2 separate regions of the Astyanax mexicanus genome follow, and region 1 is linked to region 2. Evidence: chromatin contacts called from public Hi-C data. All regions are on one chromosome and are shown on one strand. Each heading gives the region's core, a stretch centred on a gene start, on an enhancer-like site or on the middle of the called end of the contact. The rest is flanking DNA. Distances are from core to core; before and after follow the strand shown. Region 1 holds the start of mzt1 (mitotic spindle organizing protein 1). Region 2 holds the start of ubac2 (UBA domain containing 2).

The links. Hi-C and Micro-C count contacts between places; a contact is called where the count stands out from the background.
Region 1: a Hi-C map of muscle shows a contact between it and region 2, with 9 times the contacts expected there. The contact joins the promoter of mzt1 here to the promoter of ubac2 in region 2. A contact is called at or near these places in 2 of 3 Hi-C or Micro-C datasets (both in muscle).

What each region holds. Positions count from the first base shown.
Region 1 is chr21:31,770,423-31,776,022 of AstMex3_surface, forward strand. It overlaps mzt1 (mitotic spindle organizing protein 1), which reads right to left and starts at 2,273. Exons shown (of 3, transcript XM_022674626.2): 1 at 1,949-2,273; 2 at 515-660; 3 at 1-144. The coding sequence starts at 2,000. The coding sequence ends at 115. The region is part of intron 5 of tmem41ab (transmembrane protein 41ab); the gene reads left to right. bora (bora aurora kinase A activator) reads left to right here and starts at 3,459. Exons shown (of 11, transcript XM_049469707.1): 1 at 3,459-3,646.
Region 2 is chr21:31,589,178-31,594,251 of AstMex3_surface, forward strand. It overlaps ubac2 (UBA domain containing 2), which reads right to left and starts at 3,438. Exons shown (of 9, transcript XM_049469710.1): 1 at 3,205-3,438; 2 at 1,260-1,387; 3 at 927-1,046; 4 at 1-64. The coding sequence starts at 3,235. All of the region lies in intron 5 of tmem41ab (transmembrane protein 41ab), which reads left to right.

The DNA of each region.
Region 1 (5,600 bases), core at 1,023-3,522, 180 kb after region 2:
GGTTAAATACCATCATTCAGGTTCATCATTTAATATAAATCAGTCTCTGGAAGAATTCATTCTAAACGATTTTTCAACTACAGGGTTTAGAAGTGGAGACACTATAGACGCAGGTCATCCTTGACTTGTGCTGTTTTCAGAGGCCTGGAACAGATCAAGTTAGACATAATAGGGAAATGTTAGTTCATTAATGACTGAGCACATCTCATCCCTTTTATTTTTATAAACCTGATCATCACATTTTTATTAAGTGGTATATTTTGAATATAAATTGAAAGTTACTTTATTTCAGTAATTCAGTTCAAAATGTGAAACTCATATATTATATAGATGTATTAAACACAGAGTGATCTATTTTAAGTGCTTACTTCCTTTATTGTTGATGATTATGGCTTACAGCCAATGAGAACCCAGAAAACAGTGTCTCAGAAAATTAGAACATTATATAAGACCAATTGGTATTTTGGCAGAGTGGGCAGTTTCTGTTATCTTATGTTACTACACCTTAAGTTACCTTAAGTGTGTCTGAGGCTCTGCGTAGCTCCTTTATGACTGATGAAAGGGCTTCAGGGTTGATTCCTTGCTCACACAGACGAACACATATGGACAAGGACTCCATATCCAGCCCTGTATTCAGAAGCCTGGAGATCTCCAGCAGAACTGAAAAACAGACAAAAAGAACAAGGTTACTGTCTACAAAAACAGTATCACATCCTAATACTGTGATGCTGTAATACTTGATATATCACAAGACAATTCTCTATGATACTAATAATTGTGACTAATCAACCAAACTGAGAATAAGCATGACTGATAAAAAAAATTATAGAAACCAATAAAAAAAAAATTGACCAAACTGAAAATATTTGTGACAAAAAAATAGGTAAATAAAAACAAAAAAATTCAAAATAGAGACCAATTAACTTTGAAATTGAAAACTAGAAAACTTATAATCGTGACTAATCAACCAAACAGAACATAATTGTCACTGATAAATAAATAATAGCAACCAAATGACTAATCCAATATATTAGACTGACTAATACATTAAAATATAATAATCATGATTAATTGACAAAACGGAAACTAATCGTGACTCATGAATAAACAATGGCAACCAATCGAAAATAATAATAATCGTGATTAACTGAAGCCTAACTGAAATAAACAAATAAAGAAACGCCCAATCGACTTATAGAAAAATAATAATTATGACTAACTGGCTAAATGGAGAATAATCTGACCAATCAAAAATAATAATAATAACTGTGACCAATCGACCAACCAGAAAATAACTGTGACTGATACAAAAAAAAAAAACATAACAGCGACCAATTGGCTAACAGAAAAATAATAATCGTGACTAACTGACCAATCAGAAAATAATCGTGACTAATAAAAAAAAAAACAATAGCCACCATATCAAATACAATAATAATCATGACTAATCGACCAAACTGAAAAATAATTGTGACTGATAAATAAACAATATGAAGAAATCCAAATTAATAATAATCGTGACTAATCGAACAAATGGGGGAAAAAATCGACAGATTAGTCGACTATGAAAATAGACGTTAGTTGCAGCCCTAGTGTAACAGTTACTTCTACAAGCTTCTATTAACCTTTAATGAATTAGTAATGAAGTGAACACTATAGCTTAGATGTTAGACTAATAACAGAAAATATTATGCTTGAGAAAAAAACAAACAACATTACAGAAAAACTTCAGTTAAATAAAAACAATAATAAATCACATTTAACACTCTCATTACAGCCAGACAGATACATAGAGCGGTGGGTAAGCTATGCAGGTTATGTTAGCTTCGCTTCGCTATTAGCTTAGCAAGCCTTCTGTATAGGATTTCACTAATATAAGGACATTATTAAACAGAAAATATTAAAAAAAATCAGTAGTTAAATAGATTAAATAACTCTGTTTCCTCACCGTCCATCGTTTCCCGCACAGCGTTCATGTTGGTACTGGCAGCGCTGGCCATCACAACGATAAGCTAACGAGCTAACGTTAGCACCAGCAACAACAAACTATTTAACTTTAGCTATTTACACGCTATTTGTCGTTATATTCCGGGTTTGTCCGACGTGTTTCAATTTTAACCCTTTAACTATATACTTAAATTCTTATTTAGTCTAAATAAACTCATAAAAATAGTCTATAAACTGCAGAAACCTGCTCGTTAGCTGTTTATTCTCATTTACTGTAGCGTTAGCTAGCTTCAACACCACAGCCGGTTTACAGCGAGACGGCCCACTTCCCATCTCACCCGTTAGATATAATAGTAAATTCAGTAAATGAGTTCTGACCGCTAGGGGAAGCCCGCGAGTGAGACCTCAAAAAATGGAAGTGAATGAAGCTAAAGGGCTAAGAACTTAAATAAAAATAGCAGTTAACTATTTTATTGTGATATTTCTGTAATTTTGGAAAGTATTAAGAGAGTTGTGGTACAACACTAAAGAAAACATTTCTATATGGTTACATTTGTCTTCAGGAACAGATTTTATGCTGGAAAGACGCTAGCATTACTGCTAGTGTTAGTTTTGGGGAGCTGATAGATGGATAGACAGACAGACAGACAGACTGATAGATAGATAGATAGATAGATAGATAGATAGATAGATAGATAGATAGATAGATAGATAGATAGATAGATAGATAGACAGACAGACAGACAGATAGATAGATCTCAGTGCCTCGTTTGTCGTATGTCTCGTATGTCAGGAACTACGAATTCTACCAATAAAGTGTGGAGCTAATTTGACATTGTTAATGGTGTAAAAACTTAGTAAGAACTAATAGGACCTCACACACCCCATACCTGCACTACTGCTTATACCTGCACTACCATACCCACTGTTTCCCCCTATGACTGTGGCATTTAAAGAAGTGTATGGACTCATTCACTTTACCAGCCTTAAGCTTCTATACCTCTATATTTGCACTAATGTTTGTACGAGTTCTGTTTAATCTGGTACTGTCATTCTCTCTTTAATCCCCCATCACTATTGTCCTACTGTCCTTATCTGTGACATTGTTGTATTGTACATTTAGTGTGTCTAATCCTTTTATATTTATAATATTATTTTGCTGTACTTGCTGTAACTTTTGGAAGAAGAGTAACGTAATTTCAATTCTCTGTATGTCCTGTACATATGCAGTATTGACAAAAAAAGCTAGACTGGACTTGACTTGAAAAATAGTGATTTCTCATAAGAAACTCTATGCCCCTATCACTAGCATTGTAAACCTGTTGTTTTTTTTTTTTTTGCTTTGGCTAATAGGTGAGGACTATTCAAGAAAAGTTTGTACTCATTATCATGTTTCACTACCCAAGTCCATTTTACACCAGATTACTCCTTTAAATGAATACACTGTAATTTTGCTCAGTTGCTCCATATATTTCCATTCATTTCTGCAGTGGGTATTCTCCTCTATACAGACTCTCTCATAGCTGCGGACTTGAGCAAGCGAGCAAGCGGAAACGACGTCACACACCGAGCAATGATTCTGATTGGTCGCTGTGAGAATCCCGCGCTTGTGATTGGCTGGCGTGCGTTGAGCAAAAATTAAATCAAACGTTTGAACACCAAAAGCAGGCTAGGAAACAGGAGCGAGGAGGAGGTCAGGGTGAGTTCTGTGTTTTCTGTGTTTTTAAGGATTTTATGAGTTTATTCGGGTTAAATCCGCTTTAATCCGGTTAACAGAGCAGCAGTTCACACCTCGCTTTACTGATCCGGTTCTGAATGAGGCAGATAAATGATGAATTAAGCGCTAGAGTTTTTTAATCAGGAGTTTAATCGCTTGTACTGGTACTACTTACTTACTCACTTACTTATTAACTAACTAACGAACTAAATAACTAACTAACTAACTAACTAACTACTCAGAGCTGAGCTCTAAGGGCTGCAGTGTTATAAAGGAAATTTCCTAAATAAGTAAGTTAAATAATCTAACTGACTAGGGGAAAAAACTAGACCAAACTAAAGAAAATAAGTTTCTTATGAATGCTAATATATATATATATATATATATATATATATATATATATATATATATATATATATATATATATATATATATATATATATATATATATTTTTTTATTTATTGATTGATTGATTGATTGATTGATTGATTGATTGTTTTTATTATTTATTTTTACCCATATCTTATTAATTTTTAAAAATGACGTGCACACCCAGAAACTTTGCTTAACTTATTTTGGGACTGTAACGTTTAAAATTAGCTTTTTTTTTTTTAAAGTAAAAATCTGAATTTGTTGTGCTTGAAAAAGGAAGCTAAACAACACATTTATTTTTTACTGTATATTTTTGCTAGAATTATATTTATATTGTTACAAATTATAAATGAATAAATAATGTACTTATGTCCTTTTTTATTTCTTTTCGTATTATTTCCTAGTTTTTAAATTTGTCCCATTTACGGCCTACTTTTTTTTCCAAACAAAATTTTACGCAAAATTTAAAATTAAATAAAATCTCTTTTTTTTTTTTCTTATTTTCTCTTATGTTACTTATTGTCAGTATAAGGGTTACAGTTAAGTTTTCTGATTTGGTGCGAAGTTTTTTTAAATATAGAAAATATTTTTTTTGAAATCCTTTTTTTGTTTTCTTATTTTTTTTAATGTCTGCAATCTGAATTTAAAGAAAAATAGGTTGAAACAATTTTTATTCATGTTTTTTTTTTTTTTTTTTTTTTTTTTTTCCATTTTTGCATTTCGTTACAGAAAATCTGATCTAATCAAACTTGCTTCTATTACAAGATGGGGGGAATATAAAAATCCAGAAAAAATATATACTTGAATTAAATTTCCTAAAATTTAGATTATGAGGAGTAGAAAAGGAAAAACTAAAAAAAAAATTGAATAAATGAATGAAAACTAATTTCTTCTTTACAACACAAAATAAATAAAAAATAATAAAGTTCATACCAGTTTTTTTTCTCCAAAATTTAGTACCAAAAGCCAATATGAAGGGCTTACAAACACTTTTTAAAATTCTGTTATTTTACTTTTTGATAACAAAAAAAGTAATATATATATATATATATATATATATATATATATATATATATATATATATATATATATATATATATATATATATATATATATATTACATTTTTATTTGTATAATTGTGCAGATATTGCATGTAAATTGTACTTATTCATTCTTCATATATCCTTTAAACTCAAAATACCTATAGAATAATGATTGTCAGCAAAAATAAATATTACTCAACAATATACCAATAAATGACAATCTTTTATAATGACATTGTTTGTGTTTTTTTTTTTTTTTTTTAATAAATCTTTGTTTCTTAATAAAACATATTGTCACTCTGCAACACATTAGTTAAAGATAATATAACATAGCTATAGGAAAATACTACATATTGCATCTTTAAGTACATTTTAATTAGAGTATTTATGTTTTTTCTAAGAGTATGGGACTATTTATCATCACTGATGAATGGTTCTGCATTGATTTAATAAGCTAATATGAACGTGTGAAGTGAGCCATTAGCATTCCCTGATCTAACTGTCTCCTCGTTTCTTGCT
Region 2 (5,074 bases), core at 2,188-4,687:
CAAGAGCTTCAGCCAAACAGAAGTCCAGTAATCCAGAGAGAACCCAGGTTCCAAACAGGAAAGACTGACAAGAACAAGCCAAAATAAGGACTTAGTGTGTTAAACAAACCAAAATACTCTGTGAAGAAGCATTTAGGTGCTCTTATCTTATTCTGAGGCTCGTAACTCTTATAAACTTATCCTGTGCAACAGAGGGAACTCTTGCTCTTCCTTTTCTGAAACTGTCCTGATTAGTGCCAGTTTCATCGTAATGTTTTTGATTGTCTTTGTGGTGGTGACCGCACTTGAGGATACTTTCAAAGTTCTCAAAATGTTTCAAATTGACTGACATTAATTTCTTAAAATCATTTTTTCTTTATTTAGTTGAGTAGTTCTTGCTTCTCATAATCTGGATTAGAGCATTACTCAAATAGAGCTATTTATTATTCACTGTATACCTGTAACTGTACCTCTTCACAACTTTACAACTGATGCTCTCAAACACATGATTAAGAGACAAGAAATTCAAGTAATTCACTCTGGTCGAGTACAGCACAGCTGTTAACTGACAGCCTGTATTCCAGGTGACTGTACCTCATAAAGCTGAGCGAGAAAATCTAATATCTATATATATTAAGGTCACATCACTCAACACAATAATCCACACGTAATTACAGAAAATCTATACATTTTTAACTAATAATAGTTGCCAGTTTTCCTAAATTTTCCTAATATTCTTTAATAAAAGGATTGGAAAATTCACCAAAACTTATTGAGGTCATGTCCATAGGTTGTGTGATAAGCACACAGTCATTATGACACTACAGGAAGCATAGGGGGTGACACAGCTCTCCAGACTACTAAAAATACTTCTATAATACTATTAAATATAAAAAATACAAAAACAGCCTTCAGCAGAACTCACATCATTACTGGGAATGACTTACTGCAAATTTACGACTGCCAAACCTCCTCTCGAATATGCGAAAGTTGTAGATGAGTAAACTGCTGCAGAACGTGTCCTTCACATCCAGACAGATCAGCCTTCCACTTAGCAGCCTCCAGACCTACAACAGAGGACAGTAAACACACATTATCACAAGTTCTCCACATAAATATATGGGTCAAATACGATTTCTAATATGGGAGTGACTCTAAAATACTCTCTAATACCCTGTTATCTCAGGTTAGGCTATCTGAATGTGAATCAAAACCACTTTAAAAAATGCCAAAATGATTTAAAAAGTGAGTTAAACCCATAACTGATTAATAACTCTCACCTGTTTGTGCTGCTTCACGGCCTGAAGGCTGTAGACAAAGAACTTCTGGTACTGAGGCAGACCCAGGATCAGCAGCACAGTGAGGGCGCCAGGCAGCAGCAGCAGGCTCTTCGACAGAGGAGCTTTATCTGTAAGAGATGGAGATTGGGGACAGAGACGTTGGGTACTACTGACAACTGATGTCCTGCATACAGCAAATAGGCCCAAAACTACTCGGTCAACCAGTAAATTTAGACAACGTTATCCACACAGCTTGTATGATCTCTACAATAAAACACAACAGAACCCATCTATATTAAAACAACACTTTAACAACATCATACCCAGTCAACCACCTAACAACACAACAGCAACCACTCGAGATACATTTCCAACCACTAAGAAACACTACAGCAACACCACAGTCAGCCAACAACCAAGCAATCAACTGGGATACCACTGTAGCCACTTTACAATACTACAGCAACGCCATAAACACCATCTAGTAAACCATCTAGAAACACAATAGCACTCACCTGAGACCCCAATACATCCACTTAGCAACACAACAGCAACTACCAGGTGTACCACAACAGCCACTTATCAAAACTACAGTACATCAACACCACAGCCAGCCAACTACCTGGAATACCATATCAACCACTTAGCAACACTACAGCAACACTATAGACAGTCAACCAAATAGCAAAACAAAACTCCAACCACCTGGGATACCATATCAGCCACTTAGATTTGCTACAGCAACAACACAGACAGCCAACCACCTAGCAATAGAATAGCACCCACAACTTCTACCCCATGGTATACCACTGCAGTCACTTAGCAACACCATCGCCACCTAGGATACCATATCAACCACTTACTACAGCAATATCAACACAGCTTGTATAATCTTTACAATAAAACACAACATAACCCATCTATGTAAAAGCAACACTTTAACAACACCATACCCAGTCAACCACCTAACAACCCAACAGCAACCACCTGAGATACACTTCCAACCACTTGGAAACACTACATCAATCACCTGGGTGCCAACCAAATAGACACAAATTGAACCACCTGGGATACCACTGCAGCCGCTTAGCAACACCATAGCCACCGGGGATACCATATCAACCACTTACTACAGCTATATCCCCACATCTATATCATACCCAACCACTTAGCAACACTACAGCAACACCACAGACAGCCAACCACCTAGCAACACAACTGCAACCACCTGGGATTCCACTGCAGCCACTTAGCAACAGTATAGCCACCCAGGATACCATATAAACCACTTAGGAATACTACAGCAATATCATACCCAGCCAACCACCTAACAACACAACAGTGATCACATGGAATAACTTTACCATATCAACCACTTGAAAATATTACAGCACCCAGTTAAACACCTAACAACACAACAGCAACCACCTGAGATGCCACTGCAGCCACTTAGCAACACCATAGTCACCCTGGGATGCCATATCAACCACTTACATATAATACCGCAATACCATACCCAACCAACCACCTAAAAAACAACAGCAACCACCTGAGATACAATTACAACCACTTGGAAAGACTACAGCCACAAAACAGCCTGTCAACCACCTAGCAACACAACAGCAACCACATGGCATACCAAATCAACCACTTAGAAACAATTTAGATTTAGGAAATGTAAGTGTCTAGACTTTTTGTCAGTTTGGGTATTTAAAAAAGGTGGCCACAGACATTTGTACTCAGGTTAAGTGTAAGGTGTCTATGAGTCTGAAGAAGCAGCAGTAAGCAAGTTAGGTTACATTTTAAGTTAAATAGACTGTATAAGGACTATAATAACTGGAATAATCAATTTAATATCAGCTAAGAGTGTAAACCCGGCAGTAAACACAGCAGTCTGGATACAGACACTCAGCAGGAATGAATGACAGGGTGCAGGCGGACTCACACAGCCCTCTGGACCCGGTAGTGGTGAACATTCCGCCGGCCACGCGCTCAGGAAACACCGCGGAGTGGAAGAACAGCAGAGACTAGGCCGCGGCGCCGCTTCTCTCCGCCATGCAGTTAATAAAACTCTCAGCCGGGGAAAGGGAAAGTCTCTGTGGGAAGAAGAAGAGAGGGGAAAGGGTGTCGGGGACGGCGGCTGGCAGGGGACAAACTTTGTGTGTCTGTGTCTTACTCCGCGTTTTCGAAGTAGGAAACGCTAACCATCTAAGGGTGGATTTCCCAACAGGTTCTTATATGGAACTAAGATTATTTTTATATAGTCGAGTTCTCTCTCTCTCTCTCTCTCTCTCTCTCTCTCTCTCTCTCTCTCTCTCTCTCTCTCTCTCTCTCTCTCTCTCTCTCTCTTCTTTTTTCTCTTTATGTCTTTTTTCTCTCTTTCTTTCTTTCTCTCCTTTTCTTTTTCTCTCTGTCTTTCTTTCTTTTTTTCTTTTTCTTTCTTAATTTAATTCTCTCTCTTTTTTTCTCTTTCTTTTTTCTCCCCCTTTTTTCTCTCTCTCTTTAATAAACGTAATAAACGATAAACGTACATAGACACAGGCTGGGAAAATAATATTCAAAAGTGGAAAAAAGATTTAAAACAGTTTCAAAAATATTTCAAGAGAACAAGAAAGATGTGTGTTCTGCAAGAAAACACATTGCTTTTATGGAATTTTTACTCACTTGATTTCTTTTACAGATTTTATGTTTTTAAAGTATAAACCTTATTTTTATACTGGGGAAGAAAATGTAAAATATATTTAAATAAATTACAAGCAAGAGACTTTAAGCAACGAATCACTACAGCTCCAGTGTTTTACACGGAAAAAAACGCGACAGGATAGACCAATGAAACACGACGTGGGAGGAGTTAGAGCAGATCTAGCCACACCCCACTGGTGAAGAGAAGTTAAGGTTGCATCTCACCTGTTCAGACGGCAGGTGGCAGCGCGAGCAAACTTAAAGAAAACCTATTATGGAAACACGTGTTTTTACATACACAGATAGGCAGACGGATGGATGGATGGATGGATGGATGAATGGATAGATAGAGACACCTTTACTTCATTGTAGGGGTGGCCAGTATTATACCGTATACAATATATCGTGACACAGAAATATTGTGATGTAAAAAATCCATATCGTGATAATAGAGATGTTCTGTCTTAAAAGTAGTCTATTATTTACTGTGAAGCTTTAGGTGTATTTATTGTATTATTGTATTGTATTGTTTTAGTTTGCAGTTTATATGCATGCACTAAATATTCGGCAATATTATTTGCTGCATTATATTATTTTATGCTATATTATTTATTTTGCCACATTATGATTATGCTGTTATACTCTTATACTATATTCCTGAAATTAATTAATAATTTTTCTGTTTTCCTATATCGCCAAGTATATCGTTATCGCAAAAATACCCTGAAATATCGTGATATTATTTTAGAGCTATATCGCCCACCCCTACTTCATATGGTCCTCATATGATGCATGTCAAAACATCCAAAAGTCCTTGGGCAAGACTCCTAACACTACATTGATCAACCTCCGTGACAAAAATAACCTTAAAATTTGCTCTCGATATGAGCAGTTCTGATATCACGAATCAACTCATTTACTAACCTCAGCATATTCCACCATTCAGCTCTTCCTACTTATACAATACAGGCTGCCAATCAGAAAGGAATTGGATTTCTATAAAACAAAAAAACAAACAAAAATAGGCATCTTATTGTTAAGGTGATCAACAGCAGAAAGTTGTTCAGTTTGAAACAGAACTACTTAACCTTTTTTAGCATCGTATCAGTAGCCACAATAAAAAAAATGGATGG